Linked DNA regions of Mus musculus: region 2 is linked to region 1. A link is a contact called in public HiChIP or PLAC-seq data. All regions are on one chromosome and are shown on one strand. Each heading gives the region's core, a stretch centred on a gene start, on an enhancer-like site or on the middle of the called end of the contact. The rest is flanking DNA. Distances are from core to core; before and after follow the strand shown.

Evidence for each region. HiChIP or PLAC-seq counts read pairs in DNA pulled down with a chosen protein or histone mark.
Region 2: a contact with region 1 is called in a BATF HiChIP or PLAC-seq map of CD8 T cells, with 8 read pairs. The contact joins two enhancer-like sites. A contact is called at or near these places in 1 of 15 datasets of contacts at CTCF or cohesin (CD8 T cells) and 2 of 115 datasets of contacts at active chromatin or transcription factors (CD8 T cells and memory CD8 T cells).

Annotation. Positions count from the first base shown.
Region 1 is chr16:24,622,729-24,626,871 of GRCm38.p6, reverse strand. The region is part of intron 5 of Lpp (LIM domain containing preferred translocation partner in lipoma); the gene reads right to left. Among named protein-coding and RNA genes, the nearest start is that of Mir28a, 200 kb to the left of the region's middle. Within about 2 kb of position 2,326, at least 69 of the 459 cell types and tissues checked have an H3K27ac peak or open chromatin away from gene starts, as enhancers often do. A contact at or near this core is called in CD8 T cells and memory CD8 T cells, where this site is marked.
Region 2 is chr16:24,702,352-24,706,494 of GRCm38.p6, reverse strand. All of the region lies in intron 7 of Lpp (LIM domain containing preferred translocation partner in lipoma), which reads right to left. Among named protein-coding and RNA genes, the nearest start is that of Mir28a, 120 kb to the left of the region's middle. Within about 2 kb of position 2,049, at least 21 of the 459 cell types and tissues checked have an H3K27ac peak or open chromatin away from gene starts, as enhancers often do. A contact at or near this core is called in CD8 T cells and memory CD8 T cells, where this site is marked.

The DNA.
Region 1 (4,143 bases), core at 1,077-3,576:
ATCCCTGTCTGTCTACTCCACTGCGATAATAGGAAGAGCTAGACAGTAGTGTTAGATATATGAGAACTTGGAGCACCCTCACCAAAAGGTACTAGCAGAGTAGGAATACAGGCACGACATACTTCTGCTAATTCTCGTTTAATTACAAAGCTCAGTCTGGCTCAGAAGGGGACATCACTTGAGAATATCTCTAGCATACGCACTAACAGAGGGTCTTTCTGTGGCCAATAAACTACTAAAAAGTGCAATCAAATAAAATTTCTGCCTTAAGAAAATAGAAAAGCAGCAACAAAATTCAAGTGTCATTTGTTACAAAAAGACAACAGATATTAATTTGTAGGTCCCTGTTTATTTTCTTCCAACTCCGAGGGCATGTACACCATATCTTTATGTAAGAATGGTTTCCAAGAGCCAGTCATACTGCCCACTACTAATGAAACCCCACCTTGCCATCAAGCAGCTGGCAATGAGACATGCAGGCTAGTAGGGGACAAAATACGTTACACAATATAGAAAAATACCGAAACTGATGAGTGTGAAATCACTGCAACAAACTCAAGGGAGCAAAAAGAATTTCCCTTTTCAAATTACTTACGACATGTACTCTACTTGACTCTCTCTCTCTCCATGAACTAACAAATATGGTCTCCAAGTATTCTCATGTCCAGGGGACCTGATACAAAGGCTTTCTCTTTCTAGACTTTTGCAACCTTGAGACTATTATTTCAAACCCTCTTTTCTGTTTTTTTTCCCACGTTGAATTTTCCACCACACATAGTTTTCAACAAGTCGCACTTTCCCGAAGATCATACTCACACACATGCATACAACACACACACTCGTATATCTATAACTTTATATATATACATGTATATACATATATCTAATATTCCCCTATAATATTATTAATATAACTAAATTATAAATATTAGTTCATAACATCCTTATAGAGAGGCAGAAGTCAATCAGTGTTTTTCTGAAATTGAATCTTAGAAATGCATAAGACTGAATGATTTGCAAGGCCACTTCCCGCTCCAGATTCCAGTATGTTACAAACCGGAGTGACGTGCAAAATTACCCAACGCAGTGATTCCTGGCTACCTCGTGACTTGCTTCTACACACTGACAGTCTAGAGGAAGTGCCTTGGGTTTACTTCCATAAATGGAAGCCAGCTAAGCTATTAGGATATGGTGACTTAACAGAAAAAAAAAAGAATTTAAAGTAACTATGACCCTGAATATTACAGTTTTGCCCCAGGATTCTTCTCCATGACTATACTTGCTTTGTGACACTTTGATCAAATCAAAATTTAAGGCAAATTCTAAATTTACCCTCTAGTTTCATCAGAGGGGAAAAGATACTCACTCATGAAGGACCACAATATCAGTTCAGTGGGCTTCAACAGCACTTGAAAATGACAGACAATAGAAAGTACAGTGAATAACATATACCTTAAAAGCATATGTAAAGAAACTCTCACTTCAAATTACATACATGTGTGACGCACAACTGTCAGTGTAAAATGTACCTCTTACTGATATTTGTAAGAAAAGGGGGCAGGGTTAAAACTATCATAGAACAAAGTGTACAAGCATACATAGCTTCACAGCTGACACCTACACATTACAGAGCCAATTAGTATGCAGTAAGGGCAAAGCAAGTCTTCAGAAAGGAATCACACCCCTAGATTTCACACTTCTCCCTCTAAAGAGCAATCCTGATCGCCACTGGACAAGCTGGGTAAATGAACCTCTGCCATACACACTTGCACACGTAGATGTGTTTGTGTATGTGCACACACATGCATCTCTGCACACACAGGAGCACACAAACAGGCCAGAGCACACATACCACACAAATGCAGGCACATGCATGCATTAGCACCTGCATGGCACACACACACACACACACACACACACACACACACACACACACACACACACAGAGAGAGAGAGAGAGAGAGAGAGAGAGAGAGTGAGTGAGTTCCGTTTCTCTTCTCCCATGCTTCAACCACCCAGGTCCTATAGTGGGAAAGAAGGACTTTTTAGCCTTCTTTGGCTCACCCTTTCTTACTCCTGTATCTTATAGGGTGAGGTGGCAGGAAACAGAAGGAAAGCGAAAGAGAGAACATTTCAATTTCTCACAGATTTTTGTTACTAACACACCCACCCCAGCCTGCCACCTCTGTCTGCGGCATTGAAGACTGAACTTGAGCATTTTCAGACTTTCAGAATATTTTTCTTTCTACTTCCCTAGCTGAATGGCTCAGTTTGAGTAATTTTCTCTTTCTCCTGGGGTTGGTTGCTAAGAGACACTCTTATTACTTCTCTTTCTCTTATGACCGGATTACTGTGATCAGCAAAGACAGCGTGCAGGCAACATCCTGACATGGTTCAGACAAGATCGCAGGGCCTCTTATACAATGATGGACTTTTTTAACCCTCTCACTGCTGCAGATCAGTATTCCCTGAGCTCCTTTGCACATGGAGTCAAAGGATTTATCCTCCTTTAAGGGAGGGGCTATGGCGGTTGCCCAGTACCCATTCCTGCAGCAGCTGATACACTGCAATGTACTTCTTTAAGAGTTCTGAGTTACCTATTAAGACAATAGTTCCTTACATCATTTGTGGGAAAGTTCTGAATTCATCTCTCCATCTTGGATAAGGTCTCTTAAGATCCTTCTTGGTCAGGCTTTAATTTCTTATTCCTTTACTACTATAAAGAGCCAGGCAAAGATTACATTTTTCTGTTTCCAATCCTAACCAGCTCAGGGCAGAAAACATGAAAAACCCATGTGTTTGCTCAATGTGTGTACAACTAAGTGTTGGGCTTCAGTTCCCTTCCCTGAGTCTCCTATTCAGCTTGCCCACCCATTTACCCCAGTGGTTAAAGCTTCAGGAAGAGTTAGGAGTTTCTTACAAAAGGAGACCTCTGAACAGACCAAGAAATCAAGGAGAAGACAGTAAAATATATAAGATACGAGTAAAGATTCTCAAGGGGGATCATTGCTATCCTGGATTGATATTTCCTTCAGACAGCTGGAAAGATGCAACCATTTAATCTACTTTTCTATCAATTCCTCCATCGAAGAGTCAACCTGGGATTTTTTTATTGGGCTCTCAAGATGGGCCCTGGAGGTAGAAGCACAAAGCTTGTTGACCTGAATGTAATCAACAAAACCAAAGCATCAAAGAGAACTGAATTCCATGAGTTATAAAGACACACAGAAACACATTCAAAGGCATGAGCATGCAAGAGCACATACACATACAAACACATACACACGCATACACACACACATACACACACACACATACACACATACATACACACACATACACACACACACATACACACACACATACACACACATACACACACATATACACACATACACACACATATACACACATACACACATACACACACATACACACACATACACACACACATACACACACACATACACACACACACACATACACACACACACAGTTACAACATTTCTAAACAATAGACATTTTCAGTTACCTTTTCTACATTCAAAGCTTCAAAGCAAGCTCACATAGGATAATCTATAACATCTTTACAAAGACAGCAGGCTGACAGTTTCCGTCACCATCACTGTGAGCTTTTATTACTCAAATTCCATTCATTCCTTTAAGGTTTTAATTTTTATCAAAATTGAAGTTGTCCTGGCTGGGTTCCACTCTGACACACTTTCAAAAACAAATTTGTTCCCTTCCAATTTTGATATCTATCTACCTATAGCCACACAGTTATCCATAGTTCAGTGTGTGCACACTCAACAAAAAAATTCTTACACAGACTTTACAAGTCGGAACATTAGACTATGGAACTGGCATTTAGACATAGCTGTACTCAAATCAAAGTCTCCATTTTTTTTTGTAAGCCACAAGACCTTGGATAGCTTGTTTATTATCTGTCTGAGTTTCAATTTAATTTGTTTCAAAACAAAAAATGTTAGTGCCAAGCTGTAATAATGCTATAAAAAGGATATAACAAGAAACCGGAACATGCTTAATGAGATCTCACTAGTAAACTAGATACACTTAAGCATGTGAACATACACTGTGCAAAGACTTTGGAGAAAGAACAAGTAAAACATTAACCCATGGGAC
Region 2 (4,143 bases), core at 800-3,299, 80 kb before region 1:
TGAAAAGACGCTCAATGGTTAAGAGTAGAGCTCAATGGTTAAGTGCTGCTCTTGCAGAGGCCCTAGGTTCCAATCCCAGTACCCACACAGTGGCTCACAACTGAGAATTCAGTCCCAGAAGATCCAATGCAATCTTCTGAACTCTGTAGGCACCAGGCAGGCACATAGTGTGCAGACATAAGTACAAGCAAGAAAGCAAAGCCTGTACATGCACAAAGTAAAACAACATAGAGAAAGATATGAGGAGATACCCAATAAGCTACGACGGTGTCTGTGTGCATATGTGCACACACAAGCCACAAACACACACATCCAACACCCTACCACAAACAAATAAAAGTCTAAAATAAATGTCAAAATGAAAGCACCTCTAAAAATGGAAACCAAATGCCTGCTCTTTCTGTCTGCTGGAACCTCAGTAAGTGGTTACTACTCACATCCCATCTGCCCACCATCTTGTTGATTAGGCCATCAGTCCTAGACTTGCAAACCTTTGGATCTTCCTGTCTACAACCTGTCTCATTGATAGAGTCCTGCCAGCTTTCACATCTAGGTAGTTTGAAGCATTACTGCCTGTTGTCTGTTTTCCAGCAGGAGGCCACCATGACTAGAACACTTCTCATCAAAGCCTCCAGATGTTCCCCAGCTCCCTCTAAGGAAGACCCAGAGTCCAGAGCCCTGTGCCATGATCAGGAGCTGCTTTCTTTCTCACTGATACCTAGCATCTTGATTCACAGAGTGCAGCAGCCAATCCAGGCTGCTTTCCAATCTGACCCATGCCATTGCTGGCTAGAATCTGTGCCGTCTTTTCTCCTCTATCCCCTAAAATAACAAAAAATTGAAACGTGCCTGTCTGGAACATCCTTTAACATGCATCTAATAGCTTGTTTCAATACAACCTAGGTAGCTGTGCTCCAATGCTACCTCATCTTAAGTGTCTCCCCAGAAACCCCAGAAAAAAACGCAATGACCAGACCATCCCATCCCCTCTATGTTTTACCTTCAACTTTCTCTCTACCACTTAGTTAGACTTTAGTACATAATTGTCTGCTTTTGAATCCTCTCCCACAGGAAAATGAACCCTTTAAGGACGTACATTTCACTTTATTTGTGATTGTACCCTCACCATCCAGAAAACATTCAACAATGTCCACTAAGTACCTCATAAAAAGAGATAAATGAGTCCTTCGGTTACTTCTCTTGCAATTCCAGAAATAAGATGTGAGTAGAAGAATTTAATAGCATAAAAAGTCACATAGCAATGCAATCACCTTTAGAAGAGAGTTGCAGTTTTACTCAATAAAGGTAAAATATTATATGTTACCATCGATTTGGATTGTGAGTAATAGAATATAAAACTTGGACTCAGCTGTGCTGGACTGGAATGAGAGTAAGTAGGTGATGCAGGCTTTGTTCCCGGCACTGCCCCTTGTGGGCCTCGGGCAGCAGAGAGAACTCCACACATGTGGGACTTCCTACTTCTGGGATTTGGTATAAATTCAACTACCACTCATTCAAAAGATAGTGTCTCGGGGTTTGTTTACAGGACATATTTCACTGTTGTCAACTCTATTCGCAAGTTTAGAAAGGAGTCACATTTGAAATTGTGTGGCATTTCCAGAAAACATTATGCCACATCACTAACACAGAAAGTAGGCATAGCAGGTTCTTCCTCTTCACACACCAGTGGGTGTGAGATATCATCAACTACAACATAGAAGGGAAAGTAGTCAGGATGCTAAGCTCTTCCAGAAAAAAAAAAAGCACCCCATTCACACATGAAGATACATGGCAGTTTTCCTTTAATGCACACACTTCCAATGCTTGCTACACCAGCTCGCAGATATAAGGGATTGATACTCTGTGTTCTCCTGAGTAGTAGAGGTGACCTTTCAAAAGCCACCCCTCCTCATCCCCCAGCCTGCAATCCCATGGAGATCAAAGCCAGCTTGCTATTATGCAGTAACATTTCTGTGATCAGATACAGTGTGGGCTCTACAATTCTATGTATGTCAAGACATTTTCACATAAGTGACTCACTCGGTAGAGGCTCCGGCAGGGCACACCACACTCACACCTTCTCTTTTGAGGTTGAGCCCACCTCAGGAGAGTTACAAGAGAACATCCTGTTTAGCTGATCTGCTCTGCAACTCAACAGTGTAACTGGACTTGACTTAACAATACATCTTCTCTTCCATAATCTATCACAAAAATCTTTCCATCTATTTCTGTTCTCCAGCTCATATGTATGACAAGTCAGTCTTAGACAAGCATACACGTTAATCACCTATTCTTACATTAAAGGCACCAGGAAACAGAGGTGATGATTAGACTTCCTAAATATGTTCACAATTCCAGGGAGAATGGGTACTGCTCCTGGGGTGAATATCTGAAGGTCTATGCTGGCTCAGTCACTGTACATCAGCTCCAGGAAGCACCACAACGTGGGCTGCACTGTAACTGAGGCACATAATCGTGCTGTTCTTGGGCAGGCTACAAGCGGCTTGAAAAAGCTAGGGCAACTTTTCACAGGTCGATAATATGATTGGCCTATGTCTTAGTGAACACTACCATGGTCTATAAACTGGAAGCTTGGTAAATGTGATACTCTTGAGCTGGGAATCTTTAGAAGGTGGATCTTGTGAAAAAAGCAGATTATGAAATGAATGCTCATGGAGGCAAACCTTGCCTTCTGATATATGCATATGAGGACACTCTTCCCATGATGCCATTTGCCTTGAAGTAAGGGCAGAAAAACTTGGCTGTTAACAGAGCCATATTGCTTGAATGTCAACCTCCAAGAATTTTTATTTTAGCTCCAGGTCTTTTGTTACAGTAATAAAACATACTAATAACAACCAACAACAACAAAATTCAGAAAGGCTTTAGACCTTGAGTAGTATTCCCATCAGGGCAAAACCAAAGCAAGGAGAAAGAATAAAATAATGATGTGAACATTTACAACATACAAGATACTGAAATGTGTTCCAAGAACAGGTAACCACTGTACTTCATTTCCCGTGGAAACCGCTACAAATCACTGTTGGCTAGCAAGGACCTGCTACTGACCTTAATGAGATATTACACAACAGACTGCATATGTCTGCACTAAATGAATGAATTCCCTGTTACTATCAACATAAACTCAGGATGTATTACCTAAAGGAAAAAGCCTACTTCCTGTCTGAACACTTCATCTCTTTTTGAAATGTACCATTTTAGAAGAGTATAAAGCTGCTTTTCTGGGCTTATGATGGGTAAAATAACAACCTAGTAATAGTCAAATTGTAACTTCTAGATCTTGTGGACAAATTTCTTTATTTGCCAGAATAAACGCTGAAGATGTGGTTAACCATAAACAATCTGAGATGAAGACAAAGACCTGAATTACCCAGGTAGACCTAATCTAATCACACAAGGCCCCCAAAGCAGAAATACTCCCTGTATAATCAGATGGAACCATATGGAAGAAAGCATAGTCAAAGAGCTGATTTATTGCAGGCTTTCCAGACAGTGGATGAGGATATAAACAAAGGAATGCAGGCAGGCTCTAGAAGCTCAAACGAGAAAGGATATAAACTTTCTCTATTCATTTTAGCCCATTGAGACTAAACAAATAAAGAAATTTGTCCACAAGATCTAGAAGTTACAATTTGACTATTACTAGGTTGTTATTTTACCCATCATAAGCCCAGAAAAGCAGCTTTATACTCTTCTAAAATGGTACATTTCAAAAAGAGATGAAGTGTTCAGAGACTAAACTTGTAAACCCCAAAACTAAATAAAAGTAAAGGTAAGAAAAATAATGTTCTTTTATGTAATCGAGTTTCTGGTGTATTGCTGGAAACTCACCCAGATACCAAATTCACCCTACTGGCCAGGCTTTTCTCCTGGGTCAAGAGCATCTATCTATTCTCAGAGAACTCCATATGTACTGCCCATGGGTCTATCAGGCATCATTTAAATCAGCAATGTACATGACTCCAATATCAATATGCACAAGACTTCTCACTACCTTAAGTTTATCCCATGCTGGTGACTGGCCCAGGCTATACTGAAACTGCTCTAAGGTGGAAATCAGCCCAGATTTACCACAAGCATGTTCAGCAAAGATTCTCAGAATAATTCAGACAAAAGAAAAGG